Regions from separate parts of the Mus musculus genome. Here region 2 is linked to region 1. A link is a contact called in public HiChIP or PLAC-seq data. All regions are on one chromosome and are shown on one strand. Each heading gives the region's core, a stretch centred on a gene start, on an enhancer-like site or on the middle of the called end of the contact. The rest is flanking DNA. Distances are from core to core; before and after follow the strand shown. Region 1 overlaps Slc4a8 (solute carrier family 4 (anion exchanger), member 8). Region 2 has its middle 20 kb from the start of Gm41402.

Region 1 (2,700 bases), core at 10-2,509:
CCAGTTCTGGCCCACTGTGCCCCCCATGTGGCTCTGGTTCTATGTGGCAAACGTTTCCGTTTGGAACACCGGGCATTTTCCTTTTTTCCTTTTGACAAAAGGAAATAAAATGAGTCCAGTCAGCCCCTCTTTGTCCTTGGTGGCAACAGGATAACACAAAAGCCAGAACAACATTAAAATGTTTGTGATTTCCAAATAGATTTGTGGATTTGACACAGGTGACTTCGGGGGGGGGGGGGAGAGATGTATGTATTTATATAAACCAAACGACTCCCCCAACAGAATCTGACCTAAATTGCAGTTTCCAGTGTGCTTCGATGTAACCTCCTTTAAAATCTTGCCCTAGAAGGTCAGTTAATTCTCCTGTAAACTAGAGGTCAGAGCGCCCGGGGGAGGGGAGCGCCTCGGAAGAGCAAATTCCCGTGGGTAAAATGCCCAGCCTCAGCCTAGCACACACAGGAGCTCTGGTCCAGTCCAGTCTGACAGGGAACCATCTGACCCTCCCCCTCCCCCTCTGTCCTCCCCAGCACACCTGAGCGGGCCTATGCTACTGTGGCTTAGCTTGTTGCTCCTATTCTGACTTTCAGGAGCCCCCCGACAGCAGCCACCACTATCTTACATGCATTCATTACCTGGGAAGGGACATTCTTGGGTGGCTCAATTCTAATAGATGGGTCCCACTCCCCTGGCGGAAGCACCGTCACCTGGTCCAGGAACTCGTCAATCCCTGCCAGGAGGTCATCGCGTTCCTTTGCTTTATATGCCACATCATGAAAAATCTAGAGAGAGGAAAGAACTTAGGAAGTCTCAGAATTCCTTCACCTCCAACGGGCACGCGTGCGCGCGCGCGCGCACACACACACACACACACACACACACTCCAATGAGCAGGGACACAGCCTCTCAGTTTTTATCCCTGCCGTGGGTATCTAAGAGATAAAACTTGGCGCTTATCGAAGTACGTGGAGTTTTCAGAGGAACCCAAGCTCGGTGTGCAGGTGTACACCTGTAAAGCCACCCGCTCCAGAGGCTAGGGGAGGGGGACTGCCAAGCTGAGGGCCAACCTGGGCTAGAGAGTGAGACAATCTCCACTGGAGAGGCAAGATTCACAGAGATTCTGGGAGTGTGTTTGAATCTAGAAGGGCTCCCTAGTGAACACTTCTGTGAAAGAATCAAAGATCAAACAGCCCACGCTTGCCTGTGCCCACTGAGACGTGCACCAGGGAAACTCTACAGCACAGAGCAACGGTGTGGGACAGCAAGCCACAGCTTACACGTGACATGTAAGGGCATGTCCTGACCCTACGCAGACTCGTCTTGTTTCCATGGAATAGAAGTATTTCCTTATGCAAATGACATCAATGTATTTAATTAGCCATAGTCTCAGGAAGGTTAACTCAGGTTTCACAAGTGACATTAAACACAAAGTCTACACATTCTACTTTGATTTTCTGCATCTTTAATTCCTTGAAAAGGGGAGAGTTAAGTGGCCATAGTGCTAAATGCTTACAATCCCAGCACTGGGTGTTCGAGGCCAGCCTGGGCTACACAGTAAGAAGCTGGAAAGCAAAGAGATAGAACAGCAAGAAAGACCTCCCGGGGGCTTGCCTCACTCTTCATTGGCTCTCAGAAACGGTCCTTGAACTGCTCCCAGCAGACACTGTGACAACCATCATTTTATCCCAACAACGCATTCAGTTTCTGGGAGAGAGTGAGCACTCAGCATTTACGAGAGAATGAGGAGGGCAGCGGCGGCATGTACCTCGTCCGTCATGATGGTGGCCATGGACCTGCCAATCTCATGGTACTGCTGCCCTTTTCCCACTGGGCCCAGTAAGATAAACAAAAACCTGCCAGAACACACAAAGAAGGAGCTCTGTAAGCAAGGACAGAGGCTGGCGTTTTACCTTCTCCAAACAGCAAAGCTCTTTCCCTGCTAACACACTGTCCCTGTGCCTTCAAGGAAAGAACTACCCTGTAGCTAGATGTCACCTTGTTATGGCCAAACACCATTTGGAGCTATTTATGAGACATTATTCAATAACTGGCTACATTTCTTAGAGTTACCATAGACACGATTTCTAGCTACCGGAAGGATGTCTTTTCAAAACACGGCGTTGTGTAAATCCAGGGTTACATCTAGGTCCCATTCATTGTTCTAATAAGAAAATAGGGAAGAGCAGGGTGAGGAAGCTGAGGAGCGCCCTGGAAGGAGCATCTGAACGCTACAGTTACTGAGCTCCGAATTACCACGCCACCACCTATGGCCAAGTCCCACCAGCGCTATGGAAAGACACCAGTACCTCTGCCCAGAGCCGGTTCCCTGGAGACTGCTCTCTGACTAGGAGAGAGCCTGAGGCCTCCCGTGTCACTTGCCCGCCTGCTCCCACAGCTCCGAGGAATCCTGACGCGTCTCTCCATGCAGCTGACCCTAACTTTAGGGATAACTACTTTCCAGCGCCAGCACTCACACAAGTCTGCTTTGAGTAGGCTGCCCTCAGCCTATCCCCACGTTACCTCGTTGGGATGGGCACTTCCGTCAGGCCAGAGAGCAGCACAGCCGGGGAGAGCCTCACGAAGGCCACGATGGGCCGGTCCAGCGTATCCACCTCTCCCACCAGGACATTGGAGGCCTCTGCCCCCGTGGGAATTTTTTTCATGAAGTGAAGATCCACCTAGAAACGCACAAGAACCTTCAGG
Region 2 (2,778 bases), core at 223-2,722, 290 kb before region 1:
ATTTGTCACTGAGAAAAGCTGGTTGCAGAAGTGTACAGTCAGTCTCTCTACACATATGTATGTTCACAAGCATGGACACACACATACACACCCACATGTTTGGCAGCTACAAAAAATGACCATAGTTTACTTTTGGGTAATGGGATTAAAGGTGTTTGAATTTTAATTTTTAACTTTTGTGTTTATTAACATCTCCTGATTTTTATGAGACTTTTAAAATTACTTGTGCAACCAAACTGTGTGTGTGTGTGTGTGGATGTGTGTGTGTTGATGCATGATGCATGAAGGCTAGCCTGGACTGCTGAGTGAGTTTCAAGTCAACCTAGGCTAAGCAGAGCAGCAGATAGGGAACTTTGAGTCTGATAATGGTGGCCACTCAGCTCTTTCCAAAGTGCTTCTACACACCGTTTTGTTTGAACACCAGCACCAGGTAAGGGGACTGCAACCTTTACTGCACCCCAAGTCTTGGTCATTACACCATAGCTGCACTTCTACTGCTTCCTTGAGACACTCTTTGTAGACTGATTATGTTTGTACATAAGACTGACGTGAATTTGTAGTGATCCTCCTGCCTCTGCCTCTGCCTCTGCCTCTGCCTCTGCCTCTGCCTCTGCCTCCTCTGCCTCTGCCTCCTCTGCCTCTGCCTCCTCTGCCTCTGCCTCCTCTGCCTCTGCCTCCTCTGCCTCTGCCTCCTCTGCCTCTGCCTCCTCTGCCTCTGCCTCCTCTGCCTCTGCCTCCTCTGCCTCTGCCTCTGCCGTATTGAGGTTATAGTCATGCACAGATCTGACTTCTTGTACTGTCTGCCTCTTCCCCTCTTGCTGCATCCTCTTCTCTGGCCGGACCCGTAGGTGCTCTCTACTAGAATCTGGAGTCTTTTGAGGCCCATCTTGGTGAGTCCACTCTGTTCTTTATTTATTTTCCCAAGACCCTCTCTCTTATTTTTTTTGCAACAGGGTCTCACTATGCTGCTCAGGTTGGTCTCAAGCTCTAGGACTTAAGCAATCCTCCTGCCTCTGTCTCTGGAGTAGCTGGGGTTACAGACACACACTACCTATTTAGGCTCTTCTCTGTTACCCTTCAATATTTTGCAAAGGCTTCTGGGAAATGACTGACAGCTGAAGTTGACTCAGGATCAGCTGTTTTCTTGTCGTTGTACTTTGAAGCTGATTCAGGATCAGCTGTTTTCTTGGTGTTGTACTATTGTAGATGAGAGCGGGGCTAGAGCTGGTCCAAGTGAGCAACGTATGCAGGGCCTGGAGGGCTCTGTTGTGGCCCAGGGAGCACATTGGCACTACGACACCACAGTCCCACGGTCCCATGGCACCACAGCACCTCAGAACCACAGTACCATGGCACCACAGCTCTGGTAGGGTTGGGTTCAACCTCTTGGGCTTTGCTAAGCCCCTCCCCTCTGAGGCTGGAGGAGGGAGCAGAGGGCCGGGTTAGAAGGGAGGAGGCTGAGCAGGAGGCACAATCCACTACATTACTAGTTGACTTAAGTACAACCAGATGTACTGAGACTTTCCGATCAGGCCCAGCCCCAGAGGGCAAAGCAGGGGCAAGGGACCTTCCATGCAAACTGGTTTTCTAATTCCCCACCCTGTCCTGGGTTTGTAAACTTTGTAAGAGAGGAGAGACTTCCTGTAGGTCTCCAGGGACTGGCCTGTTAAGAGGGTGTGGGTCCTGCAGGGGTGGGTCCTGCCTTTGAATGGACAAGGGTGGGGGTGGGGTGGGGGCAGGGGGTGGACGGCGTGGGGGATGGGAGGTAGGGGTGGGGGAGTGAGTGAGAGGGACGCTCATGAAAGCAGAGATCTGGCTCAGTGTGTAGAACCTTCCAGAGAAAAGACCTTAGAGGAGGACTGGTTTGGAGTTACTGACCCAATCGCAGGATCCCACAAGCTCAGCTGAGTTGGGTTCTGAAGGTTGAATAGGAGTAGGGAAATGAGATTCTCGGCTCAGATTTGGAAGTATTCAAATAGCGTGGATGCGACTGAGTTCTGTGGGACTAGAGATAAAAAGTGGGGTCAATTCAAGTGGCTGGTGCAAAGGCTGTGCTGTAGGATGGGGGTGGGGGACCTCTGTTTACATAGCAACAGCTGTACTCAAGTAAATTGAGGATTCTGAGTGTGGGGTGCTGGAGTCCCTCTGAGTTAGGCATGTGGAGGTGAAATAGGGACACCTCTCCAATGGCCCAACCTAGAGGCTATAGGAAAGTAGAGTGCATTTTCTAATTCCCAGATATTCCCAGAAACTCTCAGGCTGGCTGAGGGGGTGCTGGCCCCCACCCAGCCTGAAGCAGGAGTGTGTGTTGGGGTGGGGAGAGCACTGGTGAAAGTTTAAAAACAGCAGTGGGGTAAGGCATGGGTGGGAGGGTCTGGGATGGCGGGTGGGTCACGGGTAGGAGAGTTTTGGCAATGGAGGAGACTTTGCCAGCTGGGCCTTGATGGCTGAACCTCAAATCCCAAAAGGCTGGCACTTAGATTTGTAGCCAGGGCAGCCTGAGACCAGCCAGTGGCAAGTTCCGACTGCGGCTGGTGGGGTGTGGTGTCCTCTGGGCATATTCCCTGTCCTTTGGGGCAGGACATGCTTCCTTCCTTTCCTGCCCATGGTGACTCCTAAGGGGCCAGCAGAAGAGCACTGAGAAAGGGAACTCCCGCCCGCCCTTTCCTCTTCCTCCTTTCCATTTCTTTCTGCTTCCTCTGTCCACCCATGCTTCCCTGGGGCCCTTTATTTCTTTCCTTGCCCCACCTGCTCCTGGATTCTCTGGGTCTGGCTCCT

Evidence for each region. HiChIP or PLAC-seq counts read pairs in DNA pulled down with a chosen protein or histone mark.
Region 2: an H3K4me3 HiChIP or PLAC-seq map of embryonic stem cells shows a contact between it and region 1, with 27 read pairs. The contact joins two enhancer-like sites. A contact is called at or near these places in 1 of 484 Hi-C or Micro-C datasets (bone marrow-derived macrophages) and 2 of 115 datasets of contacts at active chromatin or transcription factors (both in embryonic stem cells).

What each region holds. Positions count from the first base shown.
Region 1 is chr15:100,788,985-100,791,684 of GRCm38.p6, reverse strand. It overlaps Slc4a8 (solute carrier family 4 (anion exchanger), member 8), which reads right to left. Exons shown (of 25, transcript NM_021530.2): 8 at 2,518-2,675; 9 at 1,763-1,850; 10 at 633-779; 11 at 1-88. Among named protein-coding and RNA genes, the nearest start is that of Gm52175, 24 kb to the right of the region's middle. Within about 2 kb of position 1,259, at least 6 of the 459 cell types and tissues checked have an H3K27ac peak or open chromatin away from gene starts, as enhancers often do. A contact at or near this core is called in embryonic stem cells, where this site is marked.
Region 2 is chr15:101,081,140-101,083,917 of GRCm38.p6, reverse strand. No RefSeq gene overlaps it. Among named protein-coding and RNA genes, the nearest start is that of Gm41402, 20 kb to the left of the region's middle. Within about 2 kb of position 1,472, at least 26 of the 459 cell types and tissues checked have an H3K27ac peak or open chromatin away from gene starts, as enhancers often do. A contact at or near this core is called in embryonic stem cells, where this site is marked.